Regions from separate parts of the Gossypium arboreum genome. Here regions 1, 2 and 4 are each linked to region 3. The links are chromatin contacts, called in public Hi-C maps. All regions are on one chromosome and are shown on one strand. The core of a region is the stretch at or near the end of the contact, and the rest is flanking DNA. Distances in the headings are between cores, read along the strand shown.

Evidence for each region. Hi-C and Micro-C count contacts between places; a contact is called where the count stands out from the background.
Region 1: a contact with region 3 is called in a Hi-C map of leaf, with 5 times the contacts expected there. The contact joins the promoter of LOC108474668 here to the promoter of LOC108476068 in region 3. A contact is called at or near these places in 3 of 5 Hi-C or Micro-C datasets (all in leaf).
Region 2: a contact with region 3 is called in a Hi-C map of leaf, with 5 times the contacts expected there. The contact joins the promoter of LOC108475549 here to the promoter of LOC108476068 in region 3. A contact is called at or near these places in 2 of 5 Hi-C or Micro-C datasets (both in leaf).
Region 4: a contact with region 3 is called in a Hi-C map of leaf, with 1.9 times the contacts expected there. The contact joins the promoter of LOC108475914 here to the promoter of LOC108476068 in region 3. A contact is called at or near these places in 2 of 5 Hi-C or Micro-C datasets (both in leaf).

The regions. Positions count from the first base shown.
Region 1 is chr3:39,752,674-39,755,516 of ASM2569848v2, reverse strand. It overlaps LOC108474668 (phytosulfokine receptor 1), which reads right to left and starts at 1,553. Exons shown (of 1, transcript XM_017776661.2): 1 at 1-1,553. The coding sequence starts at 1,115.
Region 2 is chr3:39,891,407-39,894,465 of ASM2569848v2, reverse strand. It overlaps LOC108475549 (large ribosomal RNA subunit accumulation protein YCED homolog 2, chloroplastic), which reads left to right and starts at 1,383. Exons shown (of 7, transcript XM_017777525.2): 1 at 1,383-1,638; 2 at 1,728-1,916; 3 at 2,038-2,127; 4 at 2,229-2,321; 5 at 2,425-2,505; 6 at 2,601-2,646; 7 at 2,719-2,970. The coding sequence starts at 1,477. The coding sequence ends at 2,795. LOC108475236 (delta(24)-sterol reductase) reads right to left here. Exons shown (of 8, transcript XM_053025665.1): 8 at 2,719-3,059.
Region 3 is chr3:39,380,279-39,383,132 of ASM2569848v2, reverse strand. It overlaps LOC108476068, which reads left to right and starts at 1,485. Exons shown (of 5, transcript XM_017778137.2): 1 at 1,485-2,038; 2 at 2,142-2,264; 3 at 2,697-2,796. The coding sequence starts at 1,637.
Region 4 is chr3:39,035,041-39,037,857 of ASM2569848v2, reverse strand. LOC108475914 (ADP-ribosylation factor GTPase-activating protein AGD4-like) reads left to right here and starts at 1,372. Exons shown (of 16, transcript XM_017777896.2): 1 at 1,372-1,672; 2 at 2,028-2,104; 3 at 2,453-2,562. The coding sequence starts at 1,625.

The sequences.
Region 1 (2,843 bases), core at 304-2,803, 370 kb before region 3:
CTCGAATTCGAGAGGGAAAGATAAGAGAGGCTATGGAATTGTTTGAAGCTCTCAGGGATTTGGCCACTGAAATTATTGCGGGCAAGGTTGACATCTTGCAATTGTCTGCATAAGGGAAGATTATCAGGCACAGGCCCAGTGAACTTATTGGTAGCCAAATCCAGAGAATTCAAAGTAACCATAGCAGAGCAATTAAGATATATAGAACCCTCCAATGAATTATTCCTCAAATTCAGCAAACTAACGGTTGGAGAATTGGACAGTGAACTGGGAATTCCACCACTAAAGTTATTTGAATTTGCTATAAGATACTGAAATCTCTTTAGCTCACTAAACACATCCGGGATCTCTCCAGAAAAATTATTTGAAGAAATATCTAAACGAACAAGATTAGAGAGATTAGCAATACCAGGACTAAGTTTCCCACCCAAGTTGTTATCTTGAAGCCCCAGACGTCTCAAATTTCGAAGCTCAAAGATGTCTTCAGTCACCACACCAGTGAGTTGATTTGTGCCAAGATACAGTTCCTCCAAGGAAGAACATTTTCCAAGCCCTGGTGAAATATTACCAGAGAAATAGTTCACTGCCAAACTAAGGAACCCAATTCCAGTGGAGTTAACACATATATGGGAAGGAAGGGAACCCTTCAAGGAATTGGCAGAGATGTTAAGACTTCGAATTGAAGGCAGATTGATGCTTTCTGGGATTAGTCCAGAGAAGTCATTATAGCTCAAGTCAAGTTGCTCTAAATTCGGCATATGAAACAAAGAAAGTGGCAATGAATCTTTAAGGAAATTGTGGGAAAGATTGAGAGTTTTAAGCTGATCCAAACCATACAAAGAATCAGATAATTTGCCTGATAACCTTTTATTGGGCAGTTCCAACTTGATTACTCTACCAGCAGATGGAGGATCACAGGTTATGCCTTCCCAGTCACAACAATCAGCAGAGGAATTTGTCGTCCAACCTTCAAGTGTTTTTGTCAAATTGCCCATGAAATACCGGAGAGCAGTCCAGTCCTTTTGATTGCATGTCAGGTTTTGAGAGCTGAGAAACTGAGGTTGCAACAACAACCCAAGAATAATAACCATAGCCCAGCAGCCTTGAGCCCCCATATCAACAATAAGAGAGCAGCTTTGTATGCTGAGGACGAGAAACAAGCAAACCCCTTTAACCAAAGAAGAATTTTTCCGATGTGGGTTGTGAGATTTGGGGGTCGAGAGAGGGTGAAAGCTCAAAACAGAAGAGATGAGATGAAGGGAAAGGGAAAGGGAAAGGGAAAGGGAAAGGGAAAGGAAGAGCAAAATGGTGGCTTTGACTTCAACACGGATTTGGCCATACCACAGATTTCAATTGTCAAATGAGTGAAATTGAGAGGTGCTTTGCCTTTGGTTTTGCTTCTCTATTCTCATATTGGGGGATCTTTTTATTTATTTAGACTTTAGAGGTTGCTTTGCGCCATTAAAGCCGTTGGCATATGGAAAGCACACAACTATCCGATGCGTTAACCGGTAAACTGTTGGTATCACTGGCGATGGCCGGTCAGCTCACAGATGTCCTTTGGATTTTATAAAAAAAAAAAAACTTTTCTTAACTTTTGACTACTTATTTTTTTATTACAATTTAGTCTGACTTTTTGAATTTCTAAATTAATCAGCTATATTTTTATGATTCAAAATTTAAATAAAAAAAAACTAAAGGAAATAATGAATTCTCTTTGATGTTTAATGTGGATATATCCCCATTATATGTGTGAATATTAATATTTTACTTGTACAATACAAAAAAATATTATTGAAAAATTTCCTTATACTCTGACAAATTAGGATAAGAACAAAATTAAACCTAAAGCAGCCTAATTAAAGGGCAGCAAAGTTTGGTAATCACTAATGACATTTATTAGGGAAATAGCCTAAATGCCTCCCAAGAAAACAATATATAGGATGAGAAAATTTCCATGTAAAAAATATGCTTAAATGAAAAATTGTTAAGTTATTCAATTGTAGGTCTTTTCCTCATAAATTACATTTAAACTATCAACTTCATCTTATTTTACTCTAAAACATAATATTATTTAATAAAATGTAACACATAATATATTTTTATTAGATGTTGTACACTTTTATGGTAAAATAAGATGGAATTTATATTTTATGTATTATTTTTACCTCCAATAAAATTTTAGGTGCCTAATGAGAAATGTGATATAATTTGGGAACAATTGTATAGTTAGCTTAAAATATAACTATTAAAATTTATATAAAAATTAAAGATTAGACTATTTAGATAATTTCCCAAGTTTTAATGCATTCTTGTTTTGGTCACAATTTCGTTGTTGTTAATTTAGTCACTTTAGTTAGATTAATTGTAATTTTAATCTCTCCACCTTTAAAATATTTTTGGCCAACACATGGAATATTAATGTGGCTAGACATAATAACAAAGTTAGCTTTTAATATTTTCTATCAATTTGTTCCTAATTCTAAAAATTTAATAAAATTAATCCACAATATTTACACATTATATCAATTCAATCCTAATTTTAAAAAATCATAAAATTTTAATTAAAAATACATAAAAGTTTCAAAATTAAAATATTTAAAAATACATAAATAAAACAAATAAAAATAAAAAATTTTAATTTTCATTAACTAAAAGTTACATTAAAAATAAAGCTTTGTTTATTTTCGAGTTTGATTTTGATTGTTGGAGCCTGCCTGCGGTTTCCTTTTAGAAATTGATAGTGGAGTTTGATTTGGCAAAAGGTCCAAGTCGCAGGCGTGAGTTAATTGTTTAATAGTGGCGTCTATGTGCAGTTGAGGTGTTGTTGGTTAAAATTAAAT
Region 2 (3,059 bases), core at 134-2,633, 510 kb before region 3:
TTCGATAAGTTTTTTTAAATTATTTAAATAATTAACAGTAATTTTATTTTTATTTAAATTAGTATTTAATTGAAATAATATTAGTTTTCATTATTTAAATAATTTAAAAAAGCTTATCCAAATTTATCACCTAAAAGATCTACAATTATTATTTTTATAAAATTTTGAAAATATTAAAATTTCTAATATATATTTTAAATTTTATTATTTTTTAAAGATAGTTTTTATAATTTTCTAAATTTATCTATTTTTAATAATTTTTACAATTTTTATAGATTTTTAAGGTTTTCTCGAATGATGATGTCATAATAATATCATTATATGACATGTGGTAGTATATGATTGGCTGATTGATTTTTAATGCTCAAATGACTGAATTGGGAATGTTTGACACTATTAGGGACTAAACTGGGAACTTCTGATAATATGAGGGACTGAAGTGGATTAAAAAAACTTTAAAGACCAAAATGGGAGAAGTGATATACTTCAAGGACTAAAGTGTGCATTAAGCCAAAAATTTGATTTTTTACTGTCTAGGTTTCCGCAATCGATGAGGAATAAGAGCATGCATCTGAGTTTTTGGAGAGAGGAATGAAAAAATGTGAGTGAAAAAAAAATTAATTCATGTTTTTAGTTTAAAAGAAATAGATTTTAAAATATTTCATTTTAATTCACTCACAAATTAAAATGAAAAATAATTTTAATTTCCACATCATTTAATCATTTTCCCATGTAAAAAAGAAGCCAAAAATAGTAAAAGGAAAAGATTAATACGAAGCTGGAAAAATTTTTGGGTACAAAAGGAAAAAAACAATATTAAATTAAAAAATTGTAAAATTCAAAGAATTGAGTATTTAAGTCTTTAAAAATTAAGTTGATCAAGTTTTAACTGGTTTGATATGAGTTTAAGTATGTTGAAGTGAGTTGATCTTTCATAATTTAATTTAGATTTAAAGAATATTATTTTGTTCAAAAATATATTTTATTTCAAAATAAGGAAGTACATGTTTTGATTTAGTTTTTGGGAAAAGGACATATATATGAAATTCTGATTTCATATCATTCATATTCATTTTAATAATAGGATGATAAATTAAATTTTTCTTTTTAATTTTTAGTTTTTTCAGTTGGATTTTTAGTTTTTTGAGTTGGATTTGAATATTTTTTAAAAAACAAAGCTAAAAATTAGATGTAAAAATTGATTTATTATTATCTTAAAAGAGATATAAATGAACTGAAATCGCAATCACAATTTTATACCATCATCTTTATAAGCTAGATTGATTTATTTGAAGCTAGGAATTATCAAATCAAATTTAAAAGGGAAAAAATGTAAAGAAAAGAAAAATATCTATATGTAGGGACAGTAACATACCCAGAAAATCCTTATCTATTTGCCAAGTGAGAATAGATAGCTGTGGTATATTGCTAACATTATATCCAACCATTCTTGGCATTAAGATTACAAGAACAATAATGGCAGATGCCAACAGTTTAATATCATCGCCGGCAACAAACATCAGCCAAATTCCAAGCTCATTTCCAGCTAAGCTGAATTCCCAGAAACTTCAAGCCCACCATCTCAGTAATATTAGATTTAAAGCAAGTTCCTCGAAAAGGAATGATTACTCATCCCTGGTACACCCGTCATTCAACCCCCCTTCTCTTTTCCTCATTTTATTCAGATTTCACTGCGTAATGTTACCCTTTAATGGCTGCTTCTGCAGAGTGTTAACAAGCAAGACTGTCGGAATAATCGACGCCGTCTGGTCACGATTTCAACCGCAGATGGGAGATGGCATGGAACATGGAACTGTGATTACCTTTTGTCTCTCAAGCAACTTAACTTGGATGACTTGGTTGAAGATGATGAACAAAGGGATGCTCAGGTTTCTATCAATCTTTGTATCCAAAAGGTCAAATAGCCCACAAACCCTTTTTCAAATCATGTTAGAACTGGAGACCAATTGCTTTAAAAGTTTAAGTTCACAAGTACTTGCTTTACTTCAATGTTTAAATGAACAACATTGACTGCAGCATGCCAGCTTCGGTCTTTCGGTGGATGGAAGGATAATTACGTCTTTTACCAGAAAATGTAGCATCTGTTCTTCTCCATATTGCAGACAGGTATTTTAGATACCAGGGTCTCGAAATTGCTACATATCACCTTTCACACATGCCATCCTTACCACTTTACCATTTCTAACCTGGAATGGAACTTTCATCAGATTGATACCAACTTCAACGTTTGGGTTCTGGCCTCCAACAAAGACCATGGTGCATCTAATCAACTGCCCGAAATTGGTGGAGATGATCCTTCATTAAGTCTCCAAACTCTAATCTCTCTGTTCCATAGGCGGCCCCATCATTATGACTAACTCTTACATTAAGAACTTATCATATCAATTACATGTGATTGTGCAGGTTATCTATGTGAAACCAGGATATGAAGCCAACTTGGATTCACTGATACAGGATACAATCCGGTTAACCACCTCCACCAAGGTAAATGAATATTGAAATGGAATCTAAGGACGAGTGTCGATTTTGCATTCGAGAAAATATATGTATTTATCCTTTTTCACATTTTCGTGTTGCAGGACATTTGCTCAGAATCATGCCGGAAATCTGAACCCACCCTGCGTTGTAAGTAGTTTTTGTTGTGTTACAAAAGCCTTTTCAAATGATAACTTACTAAACAAATTTTGTTGGGGCCAGATATTGGTAAAAGAAATGCAGCTTCCATCGACAAAAGGTGGTATAGATTGTTGGAACTAAGGAATGCAAGTTTTTAGATTATTCGTAGAATCATTTACTCTTTAACTGTATCTATGCCCCCCCCTAAAAGTATTTCATTTGCTGAATTTCTAATTTTGGCAATTTGTATATTTGTATTATGTTGTACCATAATCTTCGTTTGTATAAATTTTAATATACTAATTACTCATAGTGTTCATTTCATATAAATAATCTCAGCAAGTAACATACCCAAAGATAGCGCTAAAAGGTCACTGCTAACAACAAACCATTGCTTAAAACAATGCTAACAACAAACCATT
Region 3 (2,854 bases), core at 236-2,735:
TTTTATATGAGAATTAACCCCGAACTCCCCACTACCGTTAAAGGACCATCCCTCCATGACAGCATCTTTACGCTCATCATTGACAAGCCACTTCGACATAAATTTAAAGGACTTCCAATTTTGTTTATCCCTCTTCTCAAGGCAAAGAAAGAGAGGCTTATGATCAGACCCAATAGCAATGTCAGAAGATGCTAAACAGTTCGGGAACCAATTACACCATCGAGCATTACATAGGATTCTGTCGATTTTCTCTGACGAATCCTTTATTGTCCCTATTGTTGGCCCAAGTAAACTCCCCTCCCTGAACCGGTAGATCAAACAAATTACATCCAGAGATAAATTTATTAAACTCCCAAGCTCTTGACACATCAATCGGATTACCTCCTTGCTTTTCATAGTTAAAACGTACGTCGTTAAAATCTCCTATACAGCACCATGCTTTATTGCACCAGTGATTAAGCTTTTTAATAGCTTCCCAAACTTCCAATTTACCCTTAACATAGGGATGTCCGTACACAAAGGAACCTTTTTCCGTTTGAACAGTTGTATCAAAGAAATTCTTAGTAGCTACATTGACATGCAGATTCACATTTTATCGCCACCACAAAGAGAGACCTCCTGCAGTCCCCGTTGGATCAACATACTTTGAGTAAACATAGCCCAATCTGTTCCTGAGTTTTTCCAGTTTTGAGCCCCTCTGTTTAGTCTCACTAAGAAATATAATGTCGGGATTATGTTTTTGATAAACATCCCTTAAAGCCCTAACAGAGTGTTGTTGGCCTAAACCTCTACAGTTCCAAGCCACAATATTCATAATAAGCAAACAATAATGCAAAGAAAACCAATCATAAAGCAACAATCCATCAACCCTGAGTCATCTTTCAATGAAGAAGTGAAATAACCAAACCAAAATCAAATCATAGAAAAAGAAAGAGCAACAATAAAAGTGGATCCAAGGGAAGACTTGAACCTGACAGAAAAGCTGAAAAAGGAGCTCACTGAAGAGAAGACCCCTCACAACAGAAACAACCAAAAAAGCTCCCAAACCGAGCCAATCGAAGAATCCAGTGAGACCCAACTCTCAGAACCCCACCAGCAATGAAAAGAAAGAAACACCAGCAGCCTGAAAACCCCAGTTGAAAGGAAGCAACTAGCAGCGAGCAAACACAGAAAAAAGAATTTCCGGAGGGAACCCAAACGCTCCGACAAAATCCCGAGATAAAACGGAGAAAAACCAGCGAACAAGAGTTGAATCGAGACAGCGCCGAGAAGGACCTTTTCTCGCACTTCGGCTTCAAGAACCATAGATCAAACAAGAAATTTCGACAGAAACCCACAAGTTTCGACGAAATCTTGAGACAAACAGAGAAAAATGGGCGATCACTATTTATTTGCTCTTTTTGTATGTGGCGGGAGATATTGGAGGGAAAACCTTTTTCTTACTAACTTATCTCTTAGATATTAGAAAAAAAAAAGGACCGAATTTAAAGATAAGTTTATTAGAAACTGGTGGATTTGGGCCGAAATAAAAAATGCTAATATTTTTTCCCTCCAATATCTTCCGCCATATACAAAAGAAGCAAATAAATAGTAAACGTTGTAAGAGAAGAACCTAAACACCTGAGAGAAGTGCGAAATGGAGAATCCAAAATCAGCGCCGACGGGTTGCTACAAATGCGGAAAGACAGGCCACTGGTCCCATGACTGCCCCGAGGCCCTCAAATCCGATCATCCCAATCCCGGAAAACCCGGATCCGGTATCCCAAATCCCGTCGGAAAAGGCTGCTACAAGTGCGGAAGACCCGGTCACTGGGCTCGTGACTGCCCCGATCAACCCAATCTCAACGCTTCCTCTGCCGCCTCCGCCGCCCTCAGCTATACTCCCAATCAGCTCCCTAGACCCGAAAAGCCCAAGAAAGTATCCAAAAGCAGAACCCGACCCAAGCTCACACCTGAACTTCTCCTCTCCGATGATGGTATCGGTTACATCCTTCGCCACTTCCCTCGGGCTTTTAGGGACCGCGGTCGCAGTCACGAGGTAGATTACTAGATTTATCTTCTTTCTCTTAACTTCATATGATTGTTCTTCTTTTACCTTTTTTTGGGTGATTTAATTAAGCTTTAAAGTTTTTTGCTTTTAGGCCAGTGATTTGAGAAACTTAATTGGGTTGTACAGAGAGTGGCACAAGTATTTGCTCCCTTATTACTCCTTTGATCAGTTTGTACATAAAGTGGATAAAGTTGCTTCTTCCAAACGTGTTAAGGTAACTCATTCAACCCTTAATTTGCAGTGTTCAATGACTTTTTACTGAATTTAGGGTAAAGTAGTTTTTGTTTCAGGGGAGTAGCCTGCAAGACATTACGCGATTGACTACCTCTTACTCGTAGCTTTGGGTTATTCTGATATTATCTTTTGAGACTCTAAAATTTAAATGTACATAACGAGACGAGCTTTAATGTTTAACCATTGAATTTCACGTATTGTATTAGCTATTTAGCTTTGTTTGAGATTGTTCGTGTTGATCTGGACTCCATAGATGTTCTTTGTTTCCCTAAAATACAGGCAGCTTTGATGACAGTAAATTTAAATCCCTTTACGTGCCAGTGAATTTGCTTTAGCATCTTCATGATATGGACAGCTGAGTAAATTCTGGGTATACATAAGCATAATTCTTTTGTTGCATATATCTTGTCAGAACTGTATTAGAGACTTAAGAGAGCGAGTTGCTAGAGGAGGGGATCCTACAAAATTGCATGAAAGTCCAGATGAATTTAATGGCCCCAGCGATGGGCAAGGTATGCTGCAACAGTGCCTTTTTTTCTTTTGGTTGTAACAGATTCCATTTCCATGTAG
Region 4 (2,817 bases), core at 123-2,622, 350 kb after region 3:
TCTGTATTTGTTATAAAAAAAATTTAGGATTTCATGAAAATTTTCTCGAGCACTTGGATTAGTCCTGATTCACTTCTAACATGTATTTTGGGCCTCGAAGGTCCATAAAAGGGACATTATGAATGTTTTACAATATGTATGTTATTTATTTTTGTAAGGTTCGTAATATGTCTGAAAGGTTTGGTAATGCTCCGTAACCCTGTTCTGGTAACGGTTTAGAATTAGAGGGTGTTACATTTTTTAATATTATTTTCTTGTTATTTTCTTCTTATTTTACTACCATTTTACTATTATGTTGCTATTATTTTGTTGTTATTGTTTGGATATTATATAAAACTTATTTTATTATTAATTTTGTTATTATTTTAAAGACATTTGTTAATTTTGTTATTATTTTAGAGACATTTGCTTATTAAGTTGCATCTATCTTAGTATTTTTAAGTATACATATTTTTTAAAATTTATTTTCAATTTGTTGGAAGATATTTATTTTGATATTTTTAGTATTTTTGATGTATTATATATATTTTAAAATTATATAAAAATAATATAAAAATTAATATAGGCGGGTAGTAGGGCCTGGTTTTAACATTTTTATCCGGGTCGGGTTTGGAAAAAATTTTAGACTCTTTTTTTGGGCCGGGCTAGTCCCGGGCTTAGAAAACGGGTCTAAATTTTTAGTCAAACCCGGCCCGGCCCATGCTCACCTCTAATTGTGTTTAAATATTTAAATTTTTTTAGCTTTTTTTTTTGGGTGAAATGTTTAACTAATATTAAGTTATGCTATTAGTATCTATACTTTGTGAAATTGTGGATTTAATTATTATACTTTAATTTGGTTAATTTTAGTCCTTAAAATTTTCAAATTTGTCAATTTTAGTCCTTATACTTTTTGAATTTTAAAAATTTAGTCCAATCCCAAACAAAAGTAGTTAAATTTGCTTGGTTAAATTCAATTACCGGTCTTGTAATATATGTACAATTGTAGATTTAGTTTATATTCTCCAATTGAATCATTCTAAGATCCTATATTTTTCAAATGTTAAAATTTCAGTCTTGATGTTAAATGACTATTGTTAATCCATTAACTAAATTTTTAGTGAGTAATATGTTTACCCCATTAAAATTTGAAAATAACAAAACTTAATGAATATAATTACTATCATTTGATGAGGACTGAAATTTTAAAATCTAAAAAGTACATGAACTAAAATATCAAATTAAAGTACAAAAATTAAATATACAACTTTGACAAATAGCAGGAGTTAACATTTAATTAAGCACTGCTTAATAACACACCACCCTGTTTCCAACGGTCTTCGTAATTCAACGGGCCGTAGACTCAATCAAATATAGGCTCATTTTGTATTTACCTTTTTTTAAAGGCTCAAACTCACTGAGCCCATATAAGCCCCTGGCTCGCCCGCGAACCTAGTTAGTTGGCGTAGATTTTCAGTTCGTGGCGCGCTTCCAATAATAGATCTTTCTTTAAATAAACAAATAAATCAGCTTCATCTGGCACGGTCTCTATTACTTTCATTTTGGATCCGAGACACAGACCCTGCGATCTTTTGAGATTGAATTTTGAAAGATAAAGAAGAAGAAAAAAAAAAGCAAATTAGCAATGTCGGCCTTTCTCAAGCTTGAAGATTCACCTATGTTTCAAAAGCAGGTAACTCCGAAGTTCTCCACATTTTGCCTATTCTACATTTGTGTTTTCAGAATTAAGGTTTTATTTTTTTATAATTTCGTTTGATTGCTTAGCCAATGAATAACTGAAAAGTTTTTTTTTTTCCCTTTTTGAATCGAATTGTGAACAATGGTTACCGTTTCATTTGAATATAAAATTTTCTATTTTCTTTTCTTTTTTACCGAACAGTGAAGAATCAAAATTCGCTTGAATCTTATTTCCAAAAATAATTGGTATTGGTTAAAGTAATGGCTTATTTTTATATTTCTTTTCGGTTATAACTATTTTTCCTTAATTGACGAAAAACTGATTCTAATCTTTTTCGTTGATGGAACAGATATGGTCTTTGGAGCACATGGCTGATGATTTGAAAAATCGCTGTCAAATACTGTATAAAGGAAGCAAAAGGTTTATGTATGTATCTTTCTATTTCTAAATTCGCTAATTCTTTTTACTCATAGCGTAAATGCTGGATTCAATTCTTTTGCCTTGTTCCCCGAACATCTGTCATATGACTTTGAATTTGTCCTCTCTCCCCTGCTATGACATAATTCCACTGCAATAATGAATAGGATATGATTAAGTTAATTTCCCAAGACCCAATAAAAGAAGGAAGAGAACAAGTGCTCTCTTTAGTGACTTGAGTTGTAAAATACAAAAAGAATTATTGAAGATACATCTCACTCTGAATCTCTCTCTCCCTCTCTTTTTCTCCATATATACATGTTTATTTATTTTGCTCCATCTCTATTCCTTTTGCAGGGCAGCCCTTGGAGAGGCATATAATGGAGACAATAGCTTTGCTGATTCTTTAGAAGCATTTGGTGGTGCGAAGGATGATCCTTATAGTTTATCTATAGGAGGTTTCCAAGGTGTCGTCTTATTTAGACCTCTTTTAACTACAAAACCCGTCTTACTAGTTATTGTTAACAATTTTGATTAGGTTTAAAGTTTTGGTTCTCGTGTTGCAACTTGCAAGCTTTGTCAATTACTGGAGATGAAACATATAACAGATGTGCATTTAACTCCGTGCGCATATGCGTTTCTGACTGTTGATTACTTTCTCAAGCAAATTCCTGTTTACAGTCAATGGCAGAAGGCCATAAACTAAATGTGCATTTTGCCTC